Regions from separate parts of the Sus scrofa genome. Here region 2 is linked to region 1. The links are chromatin contacts, called in public Hi-C maps. All regions are on one chromosome and are shown on one strand. Each heading gives the region's core, a stretch centred on a gene start, on an enhancer-like site or on the middle of the called end of the contact. The rest is flanking DNA. Distances are from core to core; before and after follow the strand shown. Region 1 holds the start of MLLT1 (protein ENL). Region 2 overlaps MLLT1 (protein ENL).

Evidence for each region. Hi-C and Micro-C count contacts between places; a contact is called where the count stands out from the background.
Region 2: a Hi-C map of retroperitoneal adipose tissue shows a contact between it and region 1, with 1.7 times the contacts expected there. The contact joins the enhancer-like site here to the promoter of MLLT1 in region 1. A contact is called at or near these places in 2 of 5 promoter capture datasets (fetal liver and liver), 24 of 47 Hi-C or Micro-C datasets (adipose tissue, alveolar macrophages, blood and 14 more) and 1 of 2 datasets of contacts at active chromatin or transcription factors (skeletal muscle).

Annotation. Positions count from the first base shown.
Region 1 is chr2:72,778,931-72,785,658 of Sscrofa11.1, reverse strand. It overlaps MLLT1 (protein ENL), which reads right to left and starts at 4,709. Exons shown (of 11, transcript XM_021083993.1): 1 at 4,501-4,709. The coding sequence starts at 4,512.
Region 2 is chr2:72,841,108-72,848,345 of Sscrofa11.1, reverse strand. MLLT1 (protein ENL) reads right to left here. Exons shown (of 11, transcript XM_021083993.1): 7 at 6,258-6,366; 8 at 3,999-4,098; 9 at 3,701-3,772; 10 at 3,475-3,546; 11 at 652-3,313. The coding sequence ends at 3,185. Among named protein-coding and RNA genes, the nearest start is that of MLLT1, 64 kb to the right of the region's middle. Within about 2 kb of position 1,640, at least 3 of the 83 cell types and tissues checked have an H3K27ac peak or open chromatin away from gene starts, as enhancers often do. A contact at or near this core is called in retroperitoneal adipose tissue, where this site is marked.

The DNA.
Region 1 (6,728 bases), core at 3,460-5,959:
CAGACCTTCCAGTGGGAATTCTCTTCAACAAATGCCCTTTCCTTTGGGAATTGACACTTTACCAAGTGGCGTAATTAGGCCTGAAGTTGGTGACTAATTCCCTCAAACCTCCCTTCCTCAGGGAGGAAGAGGCTAGGAAGTCTTCTTCCTCAAAGCCCAGACTGGGGCTGCCAGGTCCCACTGGACCTCAGTGGGGTCGTTGGCAACCTGGTCCACATGCCCACAAAGAGGGAAATGAGCTGGTCCCTTGGAGCGACAGCCACACGAGCCCAAAGAAAATGCTCTTCCCAGAACTCTCTCCCTCCAGACCCAGCCAGGAGTTCTTGGGAGCAGCCCCTGAATCAGGGCATGAGAAGGACAGGAAAGAGGGCCTCCCTGCCAGCCACTCCTCTCTGGAGGCAGGGACCTGTCACAGTGGCCACAGGAGGCCCTGGTCCTCTAAGCCTCAGGGACGGGTGGCCTGCCCCTGCACCCTCTTCTAGCTCCATCCAGCCCCATCCCTTGACCCAGGGCACAAGGTTAATGACAAAAGAACAAGGGGCTCAATGAATGTACCTCTGGGAGGTCACTAAAGATAAGCATGCAGACCTTCCATGACGACGCGCAAATACTCGCACAACTGTCAGAGCTGTCGGGGTGCTGGGAAGCCTGACCCTCACCGGCCTGCCAGTGAGGCCTGGGACAAGATATCCATCACCTGGCCTGGCGACAAAGGGAATCATTTCTAGTTGCTTTTATTTAACAAACTGTTGGCGAAGCCAAGAGCAAAACTTGGCGTTAGAAACTGCCATGGACATGAAGGGGAGGAGGACTCTGGTCCCTGCTCTCGAGTACTTTACAACTTCAAACCCTGGCAGGTCACCTTCCCAGGTGACAGCTTCAGAGCTGGGTGGGGAGGCTCCGGTCACTGTCACCGTCACTCTCCCGTTAGTGCTCGGCACAGGACGCAGTTCCAGGTTCTCTGTGTGAGGTCTGGGAAAGACCGGGTGCTCCCCAAGCATCCCCCCAGGCCTCAACTCCTCAGGGGCCTTCCTGGGCCTGCATTTTCCACATCTGTAAAATGGGCCTTCACCACTAGAAACAAACCTCCCTTCCAGAACAACAGAGCATGGTCACCGGTTCCCAAGTCCAAACTTGGGAGAGCCTTCTGAAGGGTTAGCAACTGTGTGGCTCGATGTGTTGGGCACCCACCCCAGGTGCCAGGCCCGATGCTTCTGTGAAGGGAAGACTCCTGTGGCGAACACGACCTCCCAGAGGCCAACATTACTGCCAGCTCCCTAGGCAACCCCTGTCCCCAGAGGCTCCCTCCCCAGCCTCCTTTCCCATCTTTCCCCGCATCTGCTCAGTCGGTAACCATGCCCATTCCCTCCCCACCACCCTTGGAGGTAAATCACACACCTCTCCGCCATGACCCCTAAGGGAGCAAAGATCTGTTTTCCCAAAAATACATCATCCCTGCCCCCCTAAAAAAAAAGGAAAAAAAAAAAAATCCCACAGATGATATTCGTGCAAGTACAGACTAGAGGCTGGGGGAGTCAAATAGGTGGGGGTGTGGTCAGGGTGAAGGGAACCAGAAAGACTTTTTTCTGACCATGGAGGAACGACTTTGATGCTGAGAAGTTGGGAGTCCAGAGCAAAAGGCAGAATCCCCCTTCTCAGCTGAGCCTGAAAGTTCTAGAGAATAAAACAGGAAGGTCAAGAGAATCAGAGTCTCCCCAAGCAAGCGGGCCTCAGGGAGGGGGAAAGCCCTGTCGTTCCCCATCCCACTGAGGCAGTGACGGGTTTGGGGCACCTGGGGGGGAGAAAAGAAGGCCATGCATGATCCTGCTGGATTCAAAGCGCTTCACTCTTGCCAGAAGTCATCCTGGACTGCTTACAGCCTGCTCACCTACTTGGATAAAAGAAACCATTCTCTCCTGCCTCCCCAGAGGCTGCTGTCCCTGTGAGGAAGGGCCAGAGCCCTGGGCCTCTCCCAAATTTGCATGAGAACACAGGCGGGGATGGGAAATTAGACTACATGGTGGCACATACTTGGCTTTGGGACCACTTTCACTTGCAAATACATGTGCAAGGAGCCAGACCAGCACTGTCCAGGAGCACCTTCTGCCATGATGGAGGTGTTTCTGCACTGCCAGAGGAGGTGACCAGCACCTCAACAGGGGCGGTTCCTGGGTACTAAAATGTGGCTGGTGCGACTGAAGAACTGATTTTTTTGTGTTTTGGTTCGCCCAAGTTTAAATAAGCACAAGCGCTAGCGCCTGCCACACCAGGCAGTGGCAAGACGGCTCTCTTGGGCCCAGGGTGCTCACCAGTTTGCCCCAGTAAGGCTGCTGTCTCCCAGACTATCACAAAGCGGGAAGGCCGCCCCTCCCCACCTCTCCACTTGCACAGATGACAACCGCCCAGCCAGCCAGGGCCCAATACACAAGGGGAAAGGACATACCTGGGCCTGACATCTCTCCCAGGGACCAGCAGTGGGGTGAGTGGCGGGAGCTACATTCAATACCTGTGTGGTGCCCAACAAGACTTTCCCAGGGGCAGGCTTCACTAAAAGTGGACAGCGAGGGTATATTTTGTCTTGTTTCTTAATACAGACTGGAGGTGACAAGCTCTGTCCCTTCAGGGGAAATGAAGTCACACACCACACTGGAGAAATCCACCACTCCACTGCCATAAACCATTTCTTCTTCCCAAGAAAGAGGTAGAGCACCAAGGCTAAAGGGAAATCATGGTGAGGGGGTGCCATGAGCACAGGCCTCAATGGTCCTGCACCATCTCAGGCGGCCAGGATGGGCAGGGGAGAGGTCTCCCACCCCACCCTCAACCCCTGCACCCCGACTGCCACACAGCGCCTCACCAGACAGGGCCGCCAGAGTGGCGCCAGCAGCGAGGGACGCCCCAACCTGCCCTCACTAACGCTCACGGCGGAGATTTCAGCTGCCACCCCCACAGCCCCACACCGACTTTCCTGGCCTGGCGCCCCCGCTTCAGGGGCAGCAGGGAAGGATGAAGAGGTAAATGAGCCAATGGTCCTGGGCTTGAGGAGGCGAAGGGGCTTGGGTACCAGAGAGGAGAATGACCTGGGTTTTACCAGGATTGGCTCTGGCTTTCCAGATCAAAGGGAGAGGGGCTGTGGGGAGAGTTTATGGAGGCTGGGGAACACCCAAGGTTTGCAGCAAGGTTCTTGGTGGAGGCTCCAAGATGCTGGCGAAGGCAGGGGAAATGGGGTGTGCTGAGGGAAAGGGCAGTGGTCAATGCCACAGCATCAAACTGGTGGATGGTGGGAGGAAGGGGGTGATCCTGAACCTAAGAAGAGAAACAGGGGTTCTGAAGAGACTGGGCCTGTGAAGAGAGGACAACTGAGGTCAGAGGAGACAGATCAAGGAGCTCAACACTGGTGGGGAAAAAAGTAGGGAAGCAAAAAAATCAGAGTCACAGAGGCAAAGAAGGCTCAAGCTGAGAGAAGTAAGGCATTTGGTGTCAAGGGTGTTAGAGCTCCAGGTCAGAGCAGAAATGGCCCATGGGCCCGATCACAGAGAAGATCTGAAGGTGAAGACACAGCCCCTTGGGTCCAAGGGAGAGTGACCAGGGCCTGAAACCCTGAAGCAGCAGAGTGAGTCAAAGATCTGAAGAAGCAAGCCTAGGTCCAAAAAGGGGGATGTTCAATGCAGGCCTGGCTCCTGATGGGAAAAGGGTCTGAGGAGAAAGTGATGCTCAGGCTGAGACAGGGGCAGGATCAGAGGGGAGAGAGGGCTCAGGCCTGAAAAAGGACTAGAGGACAGGTTAGGGTGGGCCTGGGTTCAAGAAAGGAAGAGGCTGCAGATCAAGGTCCCAGGAGTTCTGGGGAGACTCAAACCCCAGCAAAGGCTGAATGATTAGAAGAGGCAGCAGGCTGGGGGGCTCAGGAAGTTTGAGGGGACCGGGGGCCAAGGGTCCAGAGGAGGAAGGAGACACCAACCAGCCCTAGGTTCAGAGAGGAACGGGGGACTGACCGGATCTGAGGAATGAAGGGTCCCCTGCGGGGAGGGAGGCTGCGGGAATTCAAGAATGGGCGGGGGTGCCAAGAGAGGTCCCAGGGGACTCCGGGTCGGAATGGAATCACAAGGGGCGTCCCAGGGGGATGTGGGCCAGGCCGGGGTCCCGAAGAGCGTCCCAAAGGGTTCTGGGCTAAAGCGGGGTCACAAGGGACGTCCCACGGGGATCTGGGACGGACCGGGGCTCCGAGGGCAGTCCCAGGGGGCTCTGGGCAGCGGGAGACCGGGGCTTCCAGGGTAGTCCGAGGCGCTTTGACCCGCTGAGGGTCGCAGGTGGGGGAAGGGCGCCCCCGCCCCACATAAAGGCCGGGGGAGCAGTGGGCGCGCACAAAGCAGGGCGGGCGGGCGCCGAGCGGGGGCGGGGAGGACAGGACCGAGGAGGGCCGGGCCAGGCGGGCGGGGAAGGGAGGGAGGGAGGGAGGGAGGGGGCCGGGCGGGCGGCGCGGGCTGCGCGGCCGTTCCTCACCTGATTGTCCATGGCTGGCGCCCCGCCCCGCCCCCGGGCCCCGCGTCGCTCGCCGCCGCCGCCGCTCAGCGCCTCCCCGCCGCCCTCATTGTGTGTCAGGCGCCGCCGCCGCCGCTCCCGGCCGCCCGCCCGCCCGCCAGCCCCGCGGAACCGGAAACCACCGCCAGCCCGGGTCGCGCACCGACCGCGGGCCCCCGCCGCCGACTCGGGCCCGCCGCCCCGACAGACAGGCTCCTGGGCCAATTGGCAGGGCGGACGGCCTCTTGAGGGGTGGGACTTCCGGCCTGGCGGGGGCCTGCCGGGCCGCGGTCGGAGGGACGAAGCCCGCAGCCAATGGGAGACCCGGACCGGAGGGGCGGGAGGAGGCAGGGAGGGAGGCGCGAGGCGAGCCCCGCAGAGGGGAGCGCGAGGTGTGCGCCGCACGTGGAGGGGGGCGGGGGCGGGACGGGCGCGCCGCGCCTGCGCACTGTGGCCCGCAGGGGGCGCTGCTTAGAGCCCGGAGCATTCCTGGGCCGAGCCTCCCCAGGCGGCGGTAGCCTTGGTGGAGGGTTCGGGGTCTGGGGAGGGATCTCCAGGGACAATTTTGTTTCCTGGCCACGTGTTGCTACTGTGTGATGGAATGACCCTGGTCTCTGGAACTGCAGATTAATTTTCCAATCTTGGATCTACATCATGGCCCACCTGGTCATCTCCCTTCTTCCCTTGAGTCTCAATTTGCATCCATAAAATGGGGACCATCAAGATACAGTGTGATGCTAGTTCACGCTAATTTGAATGATACAGATCAGAATCTGCTACGTAAACAAGAGGCTCTCATTTTATCCACGAGATTTATCATCCCGGTCCGTCCAAAACCCCATCTTTAATTTCCCCACTATGACATGCTTTCACCACGACTTGTAAACTGTGTTTAGATCGGTCTTAAACATATTGCCCCATCTTTTTTGGATCTTGTAAGCCACTTGTCTCTTGGGCATTCTGCCTGGGATTTGGGGTCCCTTATGCAGTTATTTAAAATCCCTTCTTATAATTAAAAATCAGGGGTTTGGGGAGTTGCCACTGCGGCTCAGTGAGTTAAGAATCAACATAGTGTCTGTGAGGATGTGTGGGGTTGGGTCCCTGGCATCGCTCAGTGGGTTAAGGATTGCGCATTGCTGCAAGCTTCAACATAGGTCACAGATGACATTCAGATCTGGCATTGCTGTGACTGGCGTAGGCTGGCAGCTGTGTAGCTCCAGATGGAACCCTAGCCAGGGAACTTCTATATGCTGCAGGTTTGTCCTTTAAGAAAGAAAATCGGGGGGGGGGTGTTGTTTGGCTTCTTTTCCCCCACTCCACTCCTCATTTAAGTATCAGGCAAGGCTTCATTATGTGTTCTGGCTGGTGCTTTGCACTGAGGAACAGCACCAGAAAATTGGTAACTTTGAGAAGATGAAAGTAAGTCCACACAAATACTCTGAAGAGGGCCAGAGTCATTGCAGAGAGTAACACCATGCTTTTTAGTCCAGAGGAGGGTGAGCTGGGGCATGGGGTGTGGAGGTGGTGGGGGGGGCGAAGTTTGAGATCATGCTGAGAAAATAAACAGCCACTTTAATGCAAGCACAACTTTAATTTTTTAAAAAATCGTATAACTCAATGTAAGTAGATCACTGGTTCTAAGTGGTCTTTGAACCAGGAGGTTCAGCATCACTGGGAACTTTGCTAGAAATGCAAATTCTGGTCTCTTGATTTATGGAATCAGAAACTAGATGTGTGGCCAACTGGGGGTGGGGGTGTGTGTGCAGAATTTGTCTCTAACAGAAGCTTTCAGCCAAGAACGTTTACTACGATTGTTGCAAAGAAGAGATTCAGGAACTCAGTCTCCCTGCTACCACCATTAACTCATCTAAGAAATGATCTCTAGATTAGATTGTGAACTGTTGGACATTTTCAAAACAACATTCCTGGACCTCCTACTAGATCAGGTGTAACTTTTTAAGCATCAAAAATAATGGGGAGTTCCCGTCATGGCACAGAAGAAACAAATCTGACTAGGAACCATGAGGTTGCAGGTTCAATCCCTGGCCTCCTTAGTGGGTTAAGGATCTGGCATTACTGTGAGCTGTGGTGTAGGTCACAGACACGGCTCAGATCCTGTGTTGCTGTGGCTGTAGCGTAGGCTGGCAGCTGTAGCTCTGATTCAGTCCCTAGCATGGGAACCTCCATGTGCCGTGGGTTCGGCCCTAAAA
Region 2 (7,238 bases), core at 391-2,890, 66 kb before region 1:
TTTTCCTCTTTAGGGCCACATCCACAGCATGTGGAAGTTCTCAGGCTAGGGGTCCAATTGGAGCCACAGCTGCCGGCCTACAGCAACGTGGGATCCGAGCCACCTCTGTGACCTACACCACAGCTCATGGCAATGCCAGAACCTTAACCCACTGAGTGAGGCCAGTGATCAAAGTCGCATCCTCATGAAGTCTAGTTGGGTTCGTTATTGCTGAGCCACGAGAACTCCTGCCCACATTTTCTATCTGGCTATCATCCCTCCATCTACCCATCCATCCGTGCCCCCACCCCCCACCCCATTCATCCATATTGTGAAGTCAAGCTTGCTTTTCAACCCAGAACTTGCTGCCTGCTTGCAAGAAGGAATACACCATCAAAATCATGCCCAGATACTGAATTCCCCACCATCCTGCACCTCTTGGGTTTCTGGTGGTGCCATCTCTATTCCTCCAGGATGCCAACCTTGCTCACACTCCCTGTCCCCACTCCTCATGCCCAGTAAGCTTGGTCCAACCCTCTCCCTTCTTCTTGATCATTGATCTGGAAGCACTGGGACAGGGAGAGGAGACAAGGTGCTCATGCTACTTTATGCCTCCACCCATCAACTCCACAAAGGGAGAACCAAGGAGATGCATGAAGCTCTACACATAGGTCTGCTTTCCCATCTGACTTTATTTCACTTTTTTTTCTATAAAACTCCTCCATAATTTCACAATTTAACAAAAAGTTTAAAATCCAGGACAGAAACAATCCTGTAACTTATTACAAACACGATTCTCCTTTATTCCTTTTATCCAGGAGTTGGTCTCGGCCAATGAGTATCCCAGTTCCTAGTGAGACACATTCTTTGTAGAAAACCCTTATGGGTAAGAAAGGTATTCGATACCTCTTGCTTTCAGGCGTCGGTTTACATTTTGTTCAGGAGATAGCAAAACACAGGGATTTGCACTGGGGGCAGGGGGCTTAACACTAAAGACACGGCAGTCACAAAGTGCTGGCCCCTTCCTATGGAAGTGTCCCCAGAGCCCCGGTGGGCCCAGCTGCCGGGCAGCTGTGGGTGGGTTGGGGGAGCAGCTGGAAATGCCGTGGTTGGGGCCCTGGCTGCCTGGCATGTCCATCAGGTGGTCACAGGGCCAGCACTGAGCCCAGAGTAGCTCCGGAGGACAATGCTGGGGCTTTCTGGCCAGAAGAGGTAACAGAAATGGGTCGGTGCTTCCAGAGGCCCTGGAAACAGCAGGAAGGGCCAGATACTTGCTGCAGCCAAGGGCAGGCCCGCGAGCCTGGCCTTCCTCTAGCTGTCTCTGGGGGCAAGCCCGGCTCCTGAGCAGAGGGCTGCCTGAGTCACCAAGTCAGGAGGGCCTGCAGCCCTTCCCAGGAGATCCTGGAAGGAGAAAGACTAGTGCCCTTGGGCTGAGGCGCCTGCCCGTGACCCCTGGTGGCCTCTGTGCATAGAGGACCAGGCAGCTGCTGCCCCTAAGCCAGTCCTTTCTGTCCAATGTCTTAGTTTCCAGAGAAGAAAGTGCCCCACTTTGGAGTATTGTTGGCCTGCCTGGGGAAGGGGCTGGTGGCAGCACAGAGCCTGCCACACAGGCCTGCCCTCTTCCTAATACCTCAAGGCAGTGGGGTCAGGAGAGAATCAGAGCAGATGGCGAGGAGTCACGGCTGTTTCCTCTGAAAGTTCTGGCCTTCCCAGAGTCCTGGGATCTTCCCAGGATGGCTGGCGTTTGGGGAGGCCTTGGAGGCAGGATTCCCAAGGGAGTGTTCGGCGTCTGCCTGACAGACGGAATTGGAGCAGGGCCAGGAGTCAGGGACCACAGGGGAGGGGAGCTGGGCGTGCCCCATGCGGGAACTCACAAACTGGGGTGAGAAGGTGAGCCCGGCTCCAGCCCTGACCTCCTCTCCCAGAGCTGATGGGGACAAGGAGCCTTGAGTAGAGGTCTGGGGGAACACAGGCGGAGCAGACAGGCACCCAGCCCCCAGGAGCCCCACACAAGGTGGGCTGACCCCTCGAGGGTGTTCTGGCCGGGAGGAGGAGCTGGCTTGGCCCTTGGAGAGTTTCAGGCGTGCGAGGAGTCGGGTCTCCAGCCCTGGACTGGTGTGAATCGCAGGGGTGGGAGGGCCCGCCACTGGCCGGGCCCAGGCACGAGGGGCTGGCTCTGAGTCCTGATGCTCCTCAAAAGACTCCACAAACTATCCCGTCTTATTTGGCAAAAGCTCATTGTTTTTCAAAGTTCAAAGATTCAGTCAACAGAAGGAAGAGGATCCTATGGAAGGAGGAGGAGGGCGATCCCAGGGCGCCAACACAGTCACGGCCCGCGGCTGGCTGGGGCCCGGGCAGGCTACTCCTGGGGACAGCGCCAGTCTGACCAGGCGGCCGGGAACACAGACCCCGGGCAGTGAGCACCTGCTGCCCTGTTGTAGTGCTCTCCGGCCTGGGCGAGGCGGTGTCCTTGGAACCACTGAGGGAGGATTCCTCCCGGCACCCAGAGAGGGCCAGCTGGCGCTCCAGCTCGCCTTCAGCCCGACAAGACCAGTGGAGACATCTTAACCTAAAAGTCCCATCTGACACCCACCCCCACCCCCCACGTGCTCTGCTGCCACGGAAACGCACACCCGGAAACCGCTCTGGTACCTACAGTGCATACATATATATATAATAGAGACAACTATACAGCACAGAGCCCCAGCACAGTGAGAGCCGACGAGGGACTGTGTCTGGCTCACACAGAGGATGAGCCGGGCTGCCCCGATGTGGTGGGAGCCCTCGGAGGTCCTGGGGTGCAGGGGGTGTGTTCTGAACCGTTTGTGGAGGCTGGAGGCAGTGCCCCAGCTGCTCAGAGGGGCCGCGGCAGTGGAGCTATGCCCCATGCCCCACTATGAATCGAGGCCCCCACTGCAGGGCACATTTCTTCCCCTTCAGGAGTGAGGCCTGGCACTGCCTTCAACTCAAGCTGCTTTCCCAAGGGGGCCCAGGTGACGGCCCCTGAGAGTGGTGCAGTGGTGCAGGCCTGGCCCCCCTCGGCCCTGGGGCTCCCGACGAGGAAAGTGCAGCTGGCCATGTGGGCCGAGGGCAGGGCGGTCACTAAGGCAGTGCTGCGGGTGGGCAAGTCGAGAGAGGAAGGAAGGCAGGGCCCGGTCATGGCCTCCCAGGACCCTGGGGACAGGGCCTGGCACCCGGCCCAGGGTCATGTGGCCACAGCCTCCAGGTAGCTCTGCAGCTTGCGCACGGTGGTCTCGTCCAAGGAGAAGAGATCGAAGTCAAAGGTGGTGTTGGTGACATTGAAGTGACCAGTCTCCTCGATCAGGTTCACAATCTGAAAGGTGGTGACAGAGTGGCTTAAGGGAACAGGGCACCTTGAGAAAGAGGGGGTGGCTCCTTGGGGCAACCCAACAGGGTCCAGCAGCCCCTGGGCCGCAGGGGCACCCCACCCGGGACTCCTCTGAGATGCTGTGCCGGGGAGGGCTTGTCCAGTACCTGCTGCAGCACGTTACGCTCCCGCAGCGCCATCAGCCGCCGGTGCAGCTCCACCAGCTCGTCCGTGTAGGCCTGGGTGGCAGAGGCCCGTTCAGTAGGTCACCCTGCCCTCCAGGACACGCACCCCCCACCCCCCGCCCCAACCTGTGGTCATACCCACATCATCTTCAGGCAGCTGCCCCCCACCAACCCCCACCTTGTTGCACATGCCACCACCGCCCCCCACCTTGTCATAGGCACCCCTCTTGAGGATCTTCTCAGGCTTGCTACAGGGCTCTGGGCTCCGGCGGCCTGACGCCTGCAGGGTGAAGTGGGATATATGTGAGCACTTGTCTTCTCTGGGCCCCAGGCCCACCCATCCTCCCTCTTTGGACCCTCACCCGACTCCAAGGGCAGCCCATCTGGGGCCTGGGGGTGAACCATCGTCCCTCTGCACCCGCCACCCTCGGCCTCAGGCCCTTGGAGAACCCCAGGCCCAGTCCCCAGCCCCACCTCTTCGGGGCTGGGTTCAGCTGGGCAGTTACCTTGCTGTGGGGTGGGGGCGGCTTCTTGGGAGGAGGGGGCTCCCGGCTGGGCAGGCAGGAGTCTGCGCTATTGTCACTCTCGCTGTCACTGAAGCTCAATCTGAGCATGGACACAACACCCTGTCAGACCTCTGCCACCCTCGGCTCCAGGAAGGTAACCCCACCCAGCAAATACCACACTGGGCTCTGGGACAGATCTGGCCCCCAGGGCCAGGAGCATGCAGTGCCCCTGTAAAGCTCAGGAGACCCACCTCACCCTGCTCTGGGCATCCACTGCCAACTTCAAAAAAAAAAAAAAAAAAGAAAAAAAAGGAAAGAGCCCACGGATCAGCACACGGGCTCTTCTCTCCAGCCCTGGTGTGGTCCCTGGGCCAGAATCTGGGCGGGTGGCCAGGCAAGCTAGTCGGGCTCACAGGTTCCACACCTAGTGTGCGAGTAGAGCAGCTCGGCCTTCCACCTGAGCCCCATGCCACAGGAGGGATGTAGGCTTCCATGTGACATCCACGTTTGCCTGGGCGGGGCCAGAACCTGAACAGGGTGTATCTGGTGGTGGCTCTACTCTGGGCTCCTGGGGCAGGGCCCAGGCTGGATTGAGAGTGCACGGGGAGGCCACATGGCCACAAGCCTCATGGAGGGAAGGGCGTGGCTGTTCCACATTCAACCCCCAGCTAGCTGGAATCTGAAAGCCTCTCCTCTGGTCCACAGCAAGTGGTAGCCCATTCCTTGTGCTGTTCCAGAATTTCTCACGGCCCAGCTGGGCAGTGCAGAGAGAGCTCCTCTCCAGTGCTACCCTCAAGCAGAGTACCTTTCTGGGATCCCTGGTCCCTCGGGGACATTCTGGGCTCCGCTCACAAAGGGGGAGCCCGAGACCTGTCACTGCACCATGACAAGATAAATCCTGCCTGCTGCCACCACCTCTCTCTCTTGCCTGAAACGGCTTTTACCACAGTGGCAGTGCCAGGGAGCATGACGGCCACAGCCTCAGGCCGGGGTTAGCCATTTCCTTTGCTCTAGGCCCTCTGCTCTTCCCTGGCCTCTCAGCTGCACAGCATCAGGGCAAAGGTAGCCAGTTTGTCTCCCTGTTGCCCAAGTGACACTACCAGTCAGCGGGGCCCAGGAGTAGCCTGACAGCCCCGCGTCTACTGGGCGGCAGCTGGGGGCAATGGCGAAGCCTGGGCCTCCTTGCTGAGAGCAGCTGGGCATCAGTCAGGGCCTGTGTCTGTCGCCCCTTCCCTGACAAGGGACATGGCTCCCAGGTGCCCCCCCCCACCCATGTCCACCCCTAGAATGGGAGCTAAAGGCCTTCTGATTTGCAGCCCCCAACACAATGTGCAGCCACTCCCCTTGAGAGCAGCACACCAGTCACTGGCCCCTTAGCTCCTGCCTTTGAGGATCCACTCTCAAAGACCAGCAGGATCCATGCTCAAGGTCGCCAGCCCCACAGGCTGGAGCTGCTGCCCTTAGTCCTGTCCTGGAAGAGTCATCCTGCCCCTCGCTCCAGCCCTGGTGCCCACAGAGCACTGGCTTGGGTGCAGCTCCTAGGCCATCTCCCAGCCCCAACCATCAGCAATAGCAACACAAAACCACCACAAGCACCTGCTCGGCCTCCCTGCCCGCCAGGTGCCGACACAGGGACCCACCCTTAAAAAGGGCTGTTGAGGCCAGGAGGGGGGAGGGGCCGGACCCAGATCAGGCGGCTGAACCCTGATCTGCCTGTTCCGCAAACCTGGCGCCCAGGTGGCATGTGCTCTAGGGTGGGGGCTGAGGACGCAGAGCCATCCTGGAGGCAGGCTCACTCCAAAGGCTTGGAAGCATCCTAAGCTCAACCAACTCTGGGGGAAGGCCACATGTCAACTGCCCTAGGCCAGTGGCTGTTCAAAGCTGCTCGCAAATGTGGTGTCTATAGTCCAAGGATAGTTCTCAGTCTGTCCTCGCCCCATGTCACATGTGAGCAAGGACCCCCGGCCCAAGAGCAGAGAAAGCACGCCCTGCTGCCTCATACGCCTGGAACCAGGGCTGGTCCTGGCGCTACCTTCACCCCCTTCTCACCAGGTGGCCATGGGAGGAAAGATGCCACCTGAGGCCCCCGCCTCTCACTTCAATACCCAGGTAGGGCATTGCCCAGTAGGCTCGGAGGCTCCCTCTGCCTCACCTGGGGACACCCGCCCCGGCCCTCCTCTCAGAGCCCCCATCACAGCAGGGCCAGGCAGAGCCCCCCTGGCTCCCCCCATCCACCCACTCTCCCACCAGCCCAGGCACCTGGAGTCCCTCCCTGCGTTCGTCTTGCCAGCAGCTTCCTCGCCTGATGAAGAGTCGTCCTCATCAGATTCCTCCGATTGCAGGCCCTCCACCATGGAACGAAGGGGTCCTTGGGGGTGGGGAGGGACAGACAAGGAGAGAAGGGGGCTCAGGCCCGTGCCCCAGAGGTCTCTCCACCCCCAGGGCCATATGGGCTTCCCGATACCACGACCCCCAAAACGCACCCATGCAGACCCACCTCGAAGGTCCCTCTGGCCAGGTGGGGCCTGCTGTCCATCTCCAAGCACTGCGCCTGCAGCCATTTCCTTAAGGGACCCCTGGCTCCCCACCCCCCTACCTTCCTGGCCCTGCTCGCAGGCCTCCGGGCCCTGGGCTGACACAGGACTGCAGGGCCCCTCCATTGCAAAGGGAAGGAGCAGCCCTCCTCTGCTCGGCTGGGATTAGAGCTCTGCCTGGAGGCAGGACGAACCAGCCCTGGTCAGGGAGGGTAAGGGAGCCGGAGCTGTGGGGCACAGCACACCACCCCCCAGCCTACCAGCCTGGCCCCTACTGGGGCCTGCCCAGCCCCCTGGTAGCCCCTTCTCCTGCTCCCGACCCACCGTCCTCCCCTTTCTCCAGAGACACTCAGTTCCAGTCCCCTACAGACGGCATCTTGGTTTATATTCCTGTTACCAAGGCAACAGAGGGACACAAAGCCCTCAATTACCTTGGTCACGTGATCCTGCTCACGGCAGGTTCCCCCTCCCTTCCCTGTAGATAAGAACCCTTGGAGAGAGTGTGGGCTTGGAGCACCCCATCCCCCAGCCCCCTCGGGACTGTGTGTCTTTATGTCCGGCTCCCCAAATACGCTCGCCTCCTCCAGCACTCCCCACCCTGGAAAAAGGACTCCAGGCAGGAATCCTCAATCCAGTCCATCAGAAGTGCTTCCAGTTTGAGGATGGACAGGTCTCGGCTGGGCCCTTAGGCCCCATGTGCCCTCAG